Linked DNA regions of Canis lupus: region 2 is linked to region 1. The links are chromatin contacts, called in public Hi-C maps. All regions are on one chromosome and are shown on one strand. Each heading gives the region's core, a stretch centred on a gene start, on an enhancer-like site or on the middle of the called end of the contact. The rest is flanking DNA. Distances are from core to core; before and after follow the strand shown.

Region 1 (6,864 bases), core at 1,307-3,806:
CAAACATCCTCCCTTTAGCAATGACCCCAGGCCCCTGGTGTATTCACAGGCACGGGTTTGTGGCAGTGATGCATCATGGTCTCCTGTCCCTGCAGGGTCCCTGATGGACAGTGAGAGAAGGTGAATGCAGAGCTCAATAAGCATTCAAAGATGTGCTTTTTATTTTTTAAGTAGGTTCCATGCCCAGCCTGGAGCCCAACGTGGGGCTTGAACTCACAACCTTGAGATCAAGGCCTGAGCTGAGATTAAGAGCTGAACACCTAACCAACTGAGCTACCCACATGCCCCTTGGCAACCCACTTTTTGAAACCCCTACCTTCTCTTGGAGCCCAGGGTTTTGTGAAACTAGACCCAGGTGGCACCCACCTCCTCACCTAGTGCAGGGAGGGAGAAAGTGGGAAGTGGAGCATCCCAGGCTCCCTGGCTAGAGGAGGCCTCGTGGTGGTGAGGCCTGGGGTCCTGAACTGCCCCCCAGGACGTCTAGATACATTTGCCTCATCTGGCCACTCATCTGCCCATGCCAACCCCATCCAATGGCTGCTGCCAGAGAGAGCCTCATAAAACACACCCCTGATTATGCCATTCCCCCACTTATCCCTCTCTCGCCCGGTTCCCATCGCTTTCAGGATATAGTTCAAGCAGCTGAGCACAACAAGCAAGTCTGTTCATGATCTGGCCCCACAGGCCTTTCTGCCCTCCCTTACCCCACTTCCCAGCTGCCCCTGAGTTCACACCTTATCAGCCTGCTCGGGGTTCTGCAAACCCACCAGGCTGTGGCACGCCTCCCGGTCTCCCCTGTGCCAGGAACACCTCTCCTGGCTTCTTCTCACACCAGGCCCTCCTGGGTGTTGCCTCCTTTGGCAGGCTTCCCCGGGCCCCTTGGGCTAATTCTGATGCCCAGTCCCGAGGTTCTGAGCAGCCTGGGCTCCCTGCGGCAGGGTAGAGCCGTTCTTACTGTGCACTACCACCTGAGAGCAGAGGCTCTACATGTCTGGCGTCCATGTAGCCTCTGGTATCAAATGATGCTTTACTTAAAGACCCTTGGGCTTGTTGATCTGTTCATTCATTCATTCATTCATTCATTCATTCAACATTTACACTTGGCAGACACTGCGCTGACTGCATGGGATCTCACATTCCAGTGTAGTAAGAAAGATGGCAAACGAGTCAGGCACTGAACAATGAGCTAGGAAAGAAAGGCTATGTCAGGTGATGGTGGGTGTTGTGGAGAAAGATAAAACTGTATAGGGCAGATGGAGCTGGGGTAGCAGGTGATTTGCTCTTCTACTTAGGGATGCCTGAGAAAACCTCTCAGATGAGATGGCCTTTGAACAGAGAGCTGAAGGAAGTGAAAAATCGTGCAGTTGTTTGGGGAACAGCCAATGCAAAGGCCCTCCAGTCGGGTAATGCTAACTGTGGTGGCGAACAAATCCCCCAACTTCATAATAAAATTATGGTGCAATAAATGTCTATCTCTTGCTCATGTTCCAGTCCAGGGTCATGCTGCTGGTTGATAGCAGCATTCTTCCTCTGGGTCCAGAGACACACATGCCTTCTATCCTATGGCTTTCCCATTCCCACAGACCTCAAAGACCTCCCCATGAAGTGGGTAGCTGGGGAGTAGGGAAAGCACAAAGGATTCTTAGGACGTGTACCTCCAGGTGGAAGTGTCAAGCACCACTCCCTGCACTTCCTGTTATGCACCAGAGGTAGGAACCGGTCAGGAGGCTGCCCCTGAATGCCAGGGGTCTGGCTGGGCCGCTGCCTCCCAGCAACCAGGCCATGCTACGGTTGGGCATACTGGGGGGCCAGCTCACCACCTTTGCCTATGAAGGGTACAGTGCTTGGCAGTTTGAGGCTAAGTAAGGAGGCTGGTGTGAGTGGGCAGAGGGAGCCAGGTGAAGGGAACAGGTGGGAGAGGTGATAGCATGGGTGCCGGGCTGTCGATGTAGGGCCCTGTAGGTCACTTTAAGAATATTATAAGATAGTTTTACTATCTATGGAATGGAAGCCCTCGGAGGGTTTTGAGCAAGGCAGTGGCATGAAACGACTTACACTTTGAAGAGGTGCCCTGGCAGCAGTGTGGAGATGAGACTGCAGAGGATGGGGGGACATGGGTGGGCAGAAGCGGGCAGTGCCGCAGGGGTGAGGTGATGCCGCCCCGGACCAGGCGCCAGGGCAGGGTGAGTGCAGAGCCATCTATCTAGAAAGAGCTCCACCCAGTATAGGACTCCAACCTCTCATCTGCTCTCATCTACTCTCTGGGAAAGAGGTCAGAGAGTATTTTTAGGCTTTACCGGCCACGTGGTGTCTGCTACTACTCAACCCTGCCCTGTAGGGTGAAAGCAGCCATCAACAACATGGAAATGAATGAGCATGGCCTTGTTCCAGTACAGCTTTAGTTACAAAAACAGGCGATCAGCTGGTGAAGTTTGCAGACCCCCCAGGATCCCCGTCACAGGGCATTGGTCTCCTTTAGTCATACGCTCCTGGTGGAGGCGGTGGCCCTGGTTGCGGAGCAGAACATGACTGAGAGCTCTGTTACTGCTGAGAGTCTGTGCGACAGCCACTCCCCACGAGCTGAATTTCTCGTAGTAACCCTTGTGGTGTAAGAATGAATCACGGCTTCCCACTGCCTTTGAGCAAGTTCTCTCTTGACAAAGGAAATGGCTTTTGGCAAGCCCCTTTTTTATTATAGTTTGGGCTCATCAGCTATTCTTCTATAACTAAATACCTTTATTATGTGTAATTAAGGCAGCAACTGAGAAGAGATGCAAATGTGCTCTTAAAAACCCAGCGTCGCCGAGAGCTCTGCAACCTTTTAAAAGAGCAAGTTTCAGCCGAAACGCATTGGGCACATGCCAAGACAGGAAGAGGACAGAGTAAAAGCTAAGGGGAGGCATTAGAAGACAAGGGGGCTGCAGCCGGGGGTTGAGAAACTCAGGCCAGTGCAGCCAGTGGTCCCCCCTGTGAGCTGAGCGCTGAGCGGGCTGGGAGCCCCAGGGAGCAGCCTTAAGGGCCAGCAGGCTCTTCACCCCCTGCAGTGGCTGCCCTGCCCCAAAGTTCAAGTCCTGTAGCCACAGAAATAGAGCAGCCTGCCGTTTCCCCAACTTTCTGGATATTTTCTTTCTTAGAGTTTCTTCCACTTCTTTGCACTGCGAGTTGTATAGGTTATATTGCAGAGATATTTAACTAAAGAACACAGAAAGCTAAAGGATCTCTTTATAAAAGCTTCCCCCGAGGGGTTTCTTGTCTCATTCAAAGTATTTGTACAAGCATCCTGTCTCAAGCTTCATTAGGAAAAACTAAAATCAGGTACTCACAGTCCACAGCATTATAAACAGTGATGGAAAATCCATAGTTTAGGGAATAGATCTTAATCAGGTCAGACCATTTGTGTGGATTGGTCAACACGGGGAAGATTCTGGCATCTTAGAAGGAAGAGAAGATCTCCTTGCCTCCTTTGGGATGAGGGACAGAAGCCAGAAACGATCCCTTTGTATGGCACAAGCTTGCCCAACCAAACCTTCTGCGGTGGTGCAAACATCCGGCACCTTCACTATTCAGGAGGTTGGCCACTGGCCCTGATGTGTGGCTACTGAGCACTTGAAATGTAGTCGGTGCGGCTAGGCCATTAAACCACACACTGCAGGGACACCTGGGGGGCTCCGTTTGTTAAGCAACGGCCTTCAGCTCAGGATCCTGGGATAGGGCCCTGGGATTGAGTCCCGGGAGCCTGCATCTCCTTCTCCCATTGCCCTTCACCTCTGCTCATGCACACGCGCCCTCTCTCCTTCTCTCAAATAGATAAATAAAATCTTAAAAAAAAACAAAACAAAAAACCACATTCTATTCTAGTGACCTTGTACCTAAACATGTAGCTCTGGTAGCCAGTGAGCACTATATGGGACAGAGTGGCTGCAGTGTGTTGGTTAAGAGCTTGGGCTCAGGAGTCAGACCCAGGTCTCGATGCTGGCTTCCCACTTTCTGTGACCAGGCCAGATGCTTCCTGCCACTCGTCCTTGACTTCCTCATTTGCAAGCTGGGAACGACTGTGCCTCTTCATGGAGTAGCTCTGAGAATGAGGTGAAGGCACGGAGATAAAGCACCTGGCATGGTGCCAGCCAGAAGGTAAACACTCTGTACCTGCTTACTGTGTTGGTTGGTCTCTGGGAAGCTCCTTAAAGGACCCATACGCATCTTCGAGATGTTTCAGAGAGGTTGCAGCTAGGGCACTTGTGCTGGTTTCTCTCACTGAGTCTTCCCTGGTGTTAAGTGATTCCCTATTGCATTTGACTAGGAGTGAGAGATGAAGGGGGGCAGAAGGAGAGCCAGAGGCCATCAAACCAGACTCTGACTCCTGCTGATCATCTTTGTGGAGGCAAAGACTGCTAGTTGCTCACTCAATCTTTGGGTGGCAGTGTGGCCAGCTAAAAGTTCCCAGGCTGTTCTGCAGTTAGGGGTAGTCAATAAGATGTGAGCAGATATGTGAGTTGCGACTTTCAGGAAGCCTTCAGAGTCATCAGAGAGTTTGTAAATGCCCTTTTGCCTTTTGCCCATTCACCTTTCCTCCTACTTTCTATCTGGAAGGCCAGGCATGATGGCTGGAGCTCCAGCAGCCTTGAGGAGCTGTCCTTGTGGATGAAAACCCTGAAGTGCTAAAGATGAAAGAGCACAAATAGAAGAGGCCTGGGTTCATGGACACTATAAAACCAGCATACCAGCCTGGGACCGCTCACCTCCAAATTTCTCTTATATACAAGAAAACTTTGTATCGGGGCACCAGGGTGGCTTAGTCAGTTAAGTGTCTGCCTTTGGCTCAGGTCATGATCTCCAGGTCCTGGGATTGAGCCTCATGCCTGGCTCTCTGCTTGGTGAAGAGCCTGCTTCTCCCTCCCTCTCCTCCTGCCACTCCTCCTTCATATGCTCTCTCTTGCTCTCTCAATCAAATAAATAAAATCTTTCTTAAAAAAGAAAATTTGGTTCTGTTTATGCCATTATTCCTTTTATTTTCTTATATGTGGCAGAACCTAATATCAGCTGTGACTAATTATTCCTGAGCAGTGATTAAATCTACCAGCCTCGGTTCTATGGCATATGTTTGATGAAAAGAAAGCTGGAGATCAATTCAGTCCTTGTTTCCTCATTCCGCCTGCAGGGGGCACCTAAACTCACTGCAACATTAGAAATCATCTGTTCTGGCCAATCTCTTTTTTATTTATTTTTTAAAGTTTTTATATATTTATTTGACAGAGAGAGAGCAAGAGCCTAAGCAGGGGGAGCGGCAGGCAGAGGCAGAGGGAGAAGTAGGCTCCCCGCTGAGCAGGGAGCCCAATGCAGGGCTCTATCCCAGGACCCCAGGATCATGACCTGAGCCGAAGGCAGACGCTTAACCACCTGAGCCACCAAGGTGCCCCCCCTCCTTTTTTTAATCAAGCCTGTTTACTATTTTTTCTCCTTCTGATCCTGTGTTTCAAAATAAGGTCCCCCTCCCCACCATCAATTCAGTTATAATTGGTTTACTCATCATGACAATCATTTAACAACCGTAGTGGACATTTGTCCCGGGGTGGGGGGGGGGGGGGGAGGCTGTCCAGCTGCTGATCCTCTTTCTACATTTGGGGAACTCTCCTAACACAATAGAGGTTCCGAGGACCTGATACTCGCTGTCCCTGTCATATGCTGGACGTGAGCACAGAAAGCTGAAGATGAACTAACTGGATAGTCTGACTCAGGACTTTACATCCAGAGTGATGGGCGCCAGGCACCAGCCATGGTTTGGGATTCATTCCTCAGGCAGCAACATTCTGTGCTCTAACATGGTGGTTCCAGGGGCTCCGTCCGTGTCTAGTGCCCAGCGGCCCTCTAACCGGGCTGCTGCTGTGCTGTGAGCCTGACTGAGCACCCCACGGCTCAGCTTTCTCTGCTTACTGCCCATTTCCAGAGCCTGGCCCTCCTGCTTTTCTCTTTCTTCTGGAGCCAGCTGACATTCTTCTGACATGCTTATTTTTTGCTTAAGTCAATCAGACTTGGTTTCTATTCTTTACAATCAAGAATCCTGACTGATGCACATGCTGAGCAACATGATTTTACCTGTGATACCACACAGGACTGCTATCCTTCCAGCCAGATAAGGAGACAGTGTTTACCTTAGCTAGTGCAGCCTTAACTGTATACTTTCTTTTAAACTTTTAAAAACACCCAAGTATTGTTTACTCTGTTTCTTCATTTTCCCCACTGTGAGTATTTAAGGACTGGGAACTCAGACCTGGAAACCACTGATACCATTGCATTTCCTCATTTTACAGATGACAAATGGAAGCCCAAAGAACTTCTCAGTGAGGGTCACTAGCCATTGGCTCTTGCACTTGCTTGGCCTGTAGACACGCTCTCCCAAGGAGCTCAAAGTCAGGTAGGAGGGAGGGTGATTCGAGTGCATGCAAAATTCTACTCTTCTGGAGAAGAGTTCTGGGAGAACCACAAAGACCCAGATATCATGGAAGAGGGCAGGTGAAGATATTCAGAAGAGACATGTGAGTGACGGTGAGAAGGGCAGGAATGGGAGTTTCAAGAACCCGTGCACAGTGAACGAAAGCAGGAATGTGGCAAGGCTGCCAGTAGCACTGCAGATGTGAACCTCTGTTCTGGACCAGGTAAGGAGGTGTGCCCAGAACAAGGTGAGGTACAAGAGTAAGGAACTCAAGAGGACGTTTGGTAGAAAGCTTCCAAAGTCAGAGAGCAAAATCAATACGTGCCTGCATCCTGCTTTAAGAGTGAGTGATCAGAAACATCTGAACATGAGAAATAAATTTTTGAAAGACCATTCACTTTAAAAATGGATTCTTGGGACACCCAGGTGGCTCA
Region 2 (6,864 bases), core at 1,966-4,465, 290 kb after region 1:
AAAAAGGGGAGATGAATTTGGAGTGGACAACAGGGGACCCCTTTGCACTCTGTGTCCTGATTCCCACCCATTCAACCCAATGCATGTTGATTGCCTGGCCGCTCTGTGCTACCTTATGAGGCCATTCAAATAAGCACATGAGAGCATGTTTGTCATGGGCTCTCATAAGTGAAGGCGATTGCTACAAGTTCTTGACTCTGTCTTTAGGAAATCTCTGTATTGTTTAATGGTCTGGTGGCAGCTATTTGTACCACCCTGCTGGTGGCAGAAAATTGAGGATCTTCTGTTCTTAATAACCCAAGGTGTGACCAGCCCCATTAAGATGGCGCTGATGTCAGAAAGGCCTTTATTACTCTATATGGGCCAAATCCCTTGTAGTCCTAGACCTGACAAATTGGGATGCTGTGCAAAAAAACACCACTATTAAAGCAAAACTGAGGCAGTGTTACAGGAGTCTGAAGTAGCTGGACTTAGCCTTGATACTGAAGAAGGGCTACTGGCTCTGTCCAACGGCAGGTCCTAACACACACACATGCTTTTTTTTTTTTTTAAATCCAAGTCTCGGGTTCAAATTCCTCGCTTGAAACTTTTCTTGACCTAGGGAAGGCATCCATGTAGTCTTAAGTAGAGGGCATTCAAACACAGTAAACCAAGAGACTTCCCAACTGGCAATAGCAGGCTAAATGGGGACTGTGATATTTAGTAATCCTTTCATACAAAAGAAATCGTCAGCACATGAGCCCTTGTGGAAAGTAAGAGGCAGCAAAATAAAATCAAGACCATTAAACTATCTCCTCTTAGGTTTCTCCACTTCAACTTTTTGCTCCTTTTAGGTGGCATGCCCAACAAATACATCTGGTTTCTTAATAGTCAGGAAGGTGAGCTTCAGATTTAGACTTGCCTGCATGCAAATCCTGACATCCATCACTGGCTGTGTCATCTTTGCCAGTTAATCTCCTTTTGCCCCATCTCCCTCGTCCCTAAAAAGGAAGCGATGTCCATTACTTCCTGGAGTCTGTTGGAAGGGTTAAATGAGATATGCACGTACAGGAGTTAGAATTCATGAATGTTAGGTTGTGGTCATTATCATCCTTGATAAGCTGGACATTTTAATCCTTTTTACTTCTGGAAAGAAAACCAGACACCTGCATTTTGTGTTCTAGTTCTTAACATTAATAGTGGACAGAACAGAGTATGGACATGAAATACCAGCAATGGCTTTGCTACAAAACGGGATCATTGTTTGGGTCCACAGACCAAAAGCCTAATTTACAGAAGGGTAAGTATGAAGTTGCAGGGAAGAGTCCTCATCCAAGGCAACGTGGACAGAGGAACATTTGGACAAAATTGTCTAAGTGCTTTATAGTTAAATGAAGAGCCATGGTACTTTAATTCAGGAGTTCCAAGTGAAGATATATAAATATATGAGAATTAGTGGGGAATGAAGTCACCAGAGACTCCTATCCTGAGGTACTTTATACCTGTATTAATTAGCTAATTCAATTTGCATGTAGATTCGAGTGCAAATGGCACATTTGGAAAACAAATGTTATGGTAGATAGCAAATAATTAGCTTCGGAATTTGTTTTAGTCAGCACAGGCTGCCATAACAAAATACATCAACTGGGTGGTTCAAACAACAGAACTTTAGTTTCTCACGGTTCTGGAGACTGAAAGTCCCAAATCAGATGCCAGGCAACTGGCAAGGGCCCTCTTCCCAGCTTGTAGACTGACAACTTCTCGCTACGTCCTCATATGACACACACACAGAGAAACACACTCATACAGAGGAAGAGTCTCTCTGCTATCATAAGGGCACTAATCCTGTCATGAGGGCTTCATCCTCAGGACATTATTTAACCTAATTATCTCCAGATAATGGCCCCCACCTCCAGATACCATCACATTGGGAAGTAGAGCTTCATCACATGAATTTGGGGAGACGCAATTCAGTCCATAGAAGAATTCATAGCATAATTCATGACTTGAACTGTGGTTTGCTCCCTACCTGTGTTCTTCATGCCTGTTAGCATGGTTCAGATGGAGTAAGTTATTTGATATTTCTTATTGTGCATGCACACACCCGGGCAGGGCATACAGCTTAACAGCAAAGCCACTCAAGTGGGCAGAATTTCTTTACCTACCACTTAGCCACGCTCCAGCTCTTCTTCTATCAGACAGAGGAAATTAGGAAAGTGGCAGGAATTGTATCACCCTGAAAAAAAGTGTGAGACTGGAAAGGGCATAAAAGAACCTGGGTGAGTCCTCTTCCACAGCCCTCCTTAACACTGTTTTGGTCTCCCTTGGACTGACAGAGATATGTTGAGGGTTGGCGAGAGGGGTAGTGGGGAAAGTGGGAGAAAAAGAGGAACTGGGAGGGAAGAATCAGGCAATTAGCATATGAGTGAGAAAGCAGAAATAAAAGTCAACAAACCACAGAAAGAAGACCCTCACAGCCCAGGCTCCACCCAAGCTTTTCTCATGGGCCCAGGTGCGGAAGTCCTATCCCCAGCACCAGGCACCAGCAGTGTCTGAAGGAACCTGCTGACCCGGAGAAGGAAGAGGCTGCCTGCTTAGAGGAAAGGAACTTCCAGATGCCGGGAGAGGCAGCCGGGCCCTGAGCCCTGAGGCCAGGCCTCTCTGTCTCCCGGCTACCATGGAGGACGGTAAGCTCTGTCTGCTGTGTGGAGGACTTCTGCTGAGTGAGGTGAAAGTGGTCCAGGAAACAGAGGGTGGGGAAGCTCTAAAGGAGAAGTAAAGAGCTGGGAAGAGCTCCATCTTTTGAAGGGGATGCCCTGGGCTACCCAGGAAGGCTGCCTCAGATCTTCATCAAAAGAGTTATTAACTCTGCTTCTTCTCATTGTCCGACCCTGGCAAATCCCTCACCCAGAATCCGCCAGCCTTCATCCAAATGCACGCAAAGCTGGAGAGAGAAGTGGGCAGGAGGTGGCCGATTAGATAAAAAGTGAGAGGTGACAGGCATTGCCAGGCAAGTGGACAAGACAGGAGATGGTGTGACTGAATGAATCACTAGCCTGGCGCCAGGCGAGGGCCTTTGCCCTGAGGAACCACATCCCCCTGCAGCGTCCAGGCCACTTCCTGTGCTGCTCACCAAGAACAAATCGCCCAGGTTAACCTCACTTCCTCTTCCGCTCAGCTTTGCAGGCTGGTAAACCAAGGGACACGTACAGAGCACACGTGAGCCGTAGCAAGGCTCTGGAACCAGGAGTGACGTGGCCCTCGGGGCTGACCCGGAGGGCCGTCCCTGAATCATGACACCTTGGGCACCACGTTTACCCACAGGAGGCCTCTCCAGGTTGTGCTGAAATGCTTCGCATTTCTCCTGGCTACTGGGAGGGAGTCAAAGGGAGAGGCCTTGTCAAGTGTTTGGTTGACACCGAAGTCAGGAGACAGCATTAATAGGTCAGCTGACAGGAACAAGATTCAAAGAGATCTAGACAGGTTAGAATGATGGATCTCTGCCAACAGGATGAAAGATAGAATCCAGAGTTAAGTTCGGGCAATTAGATGCATCAGGTAAAGGAGAGGCAGGTTCATGCGTGAAAGATGAATGCAGCGGTTCTGGTTGGTTGTACACTTGATATGAATGACTAGCATGACATATTCGTTAGCAAGGAGAGAGAAGTGGTTTTTTTGCTGCTTTATATTGCATGGGTATAGTGGTCATATACGAAATAAAGGAGAGAATTATCCCACAGGATTCTTCATATTGAGTTCCAGTTGAGATGCCTCAAATTAAGCAAACATTCACTGGAAAGTGCTGGTGAGGGGGTCCAGAGGGGACAGAAATGATTGCAGCAGCTGGAGCAGACTCCCCGAGGACTGGGAATTCGAGCAGGTGTGGGGAGGATGAGAGAGCCGTATTCAAAAATGTGAAAGTGACATTGAAGAGAAAATTCAATGGATGATGCGGAACTCCAGATTACGAGGAAGTGGAAATTTCAGACAGAAAAGCATATTCCTCCTCAATATACGTTAGAATTAATTGCCATTTTGAGCTACTCTAATAAAGAATTTGCTGTGACTCCAAAGTCCTATGCTGAATCTGTTAGGGATGATGTGGAGGGGACTGGGTGGGCACCCTAGGTACCTTTAGGTCCCTTCCACTCTGAGGTTTCATTTATTTCACTTACCAGATATGTATTGAATTTCTACGTACCATGGTGAGCAAGTTTCTAGGTCCTGTAGTCCCTGCTTTCTTGACACTTACACATATAATCTATGAGGGGGAGACAGACCATCAACAAGGAAACAGCAACACGCAAATGACATGTTATGCAGAAAGCAAACAGGGTGCTGAGGCAGAGAAGAGCAGGGAAGGATCTCTTTAAGTAGTCATGGAAACTCTCACTGAGGGGATACTTCAGCTGAGACCCCAAGAGCTAGGGGCGAGGCTTTTTAAAGAACTAGGAAAACACGGCAGGCAGAAAGTACAAGGTGAACAATAGACTTAAGGGGAAGACAAGCCCAGCACAGTGAGGCAAGGAGAGCAGGTCAGGATGGAGGGCACACAGGGGCGGGGAGGACAGTGCAGAAGGTGAGAGAGAGAACCAGACAGGGTCAAGGTCACATGGGCAGCCTCCCCCCGCCCCCCACCTCCCCAGCATGAGCCAGGATGAGGATTTCAACGTTTCTCGAAGTTCAGTGGAGAGCCACCAAAGCATTGTCAGCAAAGAGTAGCAGAATCTGATTCATGTTTTTAAAAGGTTAGTGAGTGGGGCACCTGGGTGGCTCAGTGGGTGAGCATCTGCCTTTGGCTCAGGGTGTGATCCCAGGGTCCTGGGATTGAGTCCTGCATCAGCTTCTCCCTTTGGCTGTATCTCTGCCTCTCTCTGTGTATCTCTTATGAATAAATAAATAAAGCCTTAAAAAAAAAAACCTTAAAAAAATAAAATAAAAGATTAGTGAGTTCTGGAAGACCATTCTAACAGACAGAGGCTGTTCTGCTCCAGCTCCTAGGTTAACTCGGCAAGGAAATGGAAGGGGAGCTAGCCTGAAATCTGCTGGAGTTTGCTCAGCCAAGCCCAAAGATCCCAGCACCTAGGGAGGCTCACAGCAAAAGTCTTTGGAGTGGATTCTCCATTTTCCACTTGAGAACCTGGGATCTTCCCTAGTGACATTTGTTACTCCTGAGGAAATTCAATTCAGCATGACACCAGAGCACGTGCACATGGTCACCGAGGTCCTGAGACTAGGGCATCTGGAACTCCAAAAAGGCAAGGGCTTTAGGGAATGAATGAGAAGGGTCCTTGCTTTCCAATGATATTTGGAATTTGGGTAGACGATAAGGTCAGAATTAAGCAAAATAACTAGTATAGAATTAAGGAAAAAAGGGGAAAAGGTATTCTTGCTATAAGGTTTGGAATGACATACCAAAAAGTGGACAGGAGGAAAAAAGAAAATAAAAGGAAGAATGAATGATAGGAAGATCAGGGTTAAATAGCTGGATTGAGAAGCGAAGGAGTTTATGTTATTTTATTTTAAAGGTTGTATTTATTTATTCATGAGAGACACGGAGAGAGAGAGAGGCAGAGACACAAGCAGAGGGAGAAGCAGGCCCCAGGCAGGGAGCCTGACATGGGACTCGATCCTAGGATCCCAGGATCATGCCCTGGGCTGAAGGCAGGCGCTAAACCACTGAGCCACCCAGAGATCCCCCAAGAAGTGAAGGAGTTTAAGAGGTGCTGTGGTAGAGGTGTGGAGATATGGGTTCTCCAGCTGTTTTTCCACCAACAGGCTAGCAGCATTGCACACTGTACAGAAAAATGGGGAAAAAAAGAAAAGAGCTGCCAATAATCCTGCCATCTTAAATAAGCATGATTATTGTTTGGGTCATTCCTTCCTTATTTTTTCTTATGCATCTGCTCTTAATGTAAAGACATCTGGATTTTTTTTTTCAATCAAAGGAGTAACACATGTGAGTTGCACAAAGTAAGAATTGCACCCATCTCCCAACCCAACCTCTCAGAGCCATAGGAATGGAACTCAACAGTGTATTAGTCTTAGAAGTTAATAGTTTCTTGTGGGGCACCTGGGTGGCTCAGTCGGTTAAGCATCTGACCCTTGGTTTTGGCTCAGGTCATGATCTCAAGGTCCCGAGATCCAGCACTGGCCCCCCTCACCCCACTTCAAGCCCTGTATGGAGCCTCTCATGTAATCCTGGGCTAGCCCCATGGAGCCTGCTTAAGATTCTCTCTCTCCCTCTCCCTCTGCCCCTCCAGGCATCCCACACACTGAGGGGTTCTCCTCTCTCTAAAAAAAAGTTAATACTTTGGTAGTTAAATATTTTTCACGTGACCCGGATCATAGTATGTATACAAGTTTGTTACTTAACGTTATACAAACCATTACTCTTTCTTTGATCTCCTTGGATTAATAACAATTGATGTCATTTTTACTTAAGTTTTAGTTGAAGTTCCATTCAAAGGAAAGGAACAAAGGAAAAGCCTTTCAAAACCATTGAAAAGGGGCACCTGGGTGGCTCACTCCTTGAGCGTCTGCCTTCGACTCAGGGCCTGATCCCAGGGTCCTGGGATTGAGTCCCACATATGGCTCCCCGCAAGGAGCCTGCTTCTCCTTCTGCCTGTGTCTCTGCCTCTCTTTGTGTCTCTCATTAATAAATAAATAAAATCTTAAAAAAAAATCGAAAAAGAGGAAGGTGATGGCTAATAAGCACATGAAAAGGAGCTCAACATCAAAATTCATTAGGAAATTCAAATTAAAACCCAAAGGAGAAACCACTTCACAAGTAGGAGAGTGACTATCATAAAAAAAAAAAAAAAAAAAAAAAAAAAAAAAAAGCAGACAATAACAAGTGTTGGTGAGGATGTGCAGGGGCTGGAA

The links. Hi-C and Micro-C count contacts between places; a contact is called where the count stands out from the background.
Region 2: a Hi-C map of blood shows a contact between it and region 1, with 5 times the contacts expected there. The contact joins two enhancer-like sites. A contact is called at or near these places in 2 of 9 Hi-C or Micro-C datasets (both in blood).

Annotation. Positions count from the first base shown.
Region 1 is chr17:54,676,590-54,683,453 of UU_Cfam_GSD_1.0, forward strand. No RefSeq gene overlaps it. Among named protein-coding and RNA genes, the nearest start is that of CD2, 19 kb to the right of the region's middle. Within about 2 kb of position 2,557, at least 7 of the 20 cell types and tissues checked have an H3K27ac peak or open chromatin away from gene starts, as enhancers often do. A contact at or near this core is called in blood, where this site is marked.
Region 2 is chr17:54,963,371-54,970,234 of UU_Cfam_GSD_1.0, forward strand. LOC119869821 (a long non-coding RNA gene) reads left to right here. Exons shown (of 3, transcript XR_005372638.1): 2 at 1-2,666; 3 at 3,720-3,990. Among named protein-coding and RNA genes, the nearest start is that of TTF2, 8.2 kb to the right of the region's middle. Within about 2 kb of position 3,216, at least 4 of the 20 cell types and tissues checked have an H3K27ac peak or open chromatin away from gene starts, as enhancers often do. A contact at or near this core is called in blood, where this site is marked.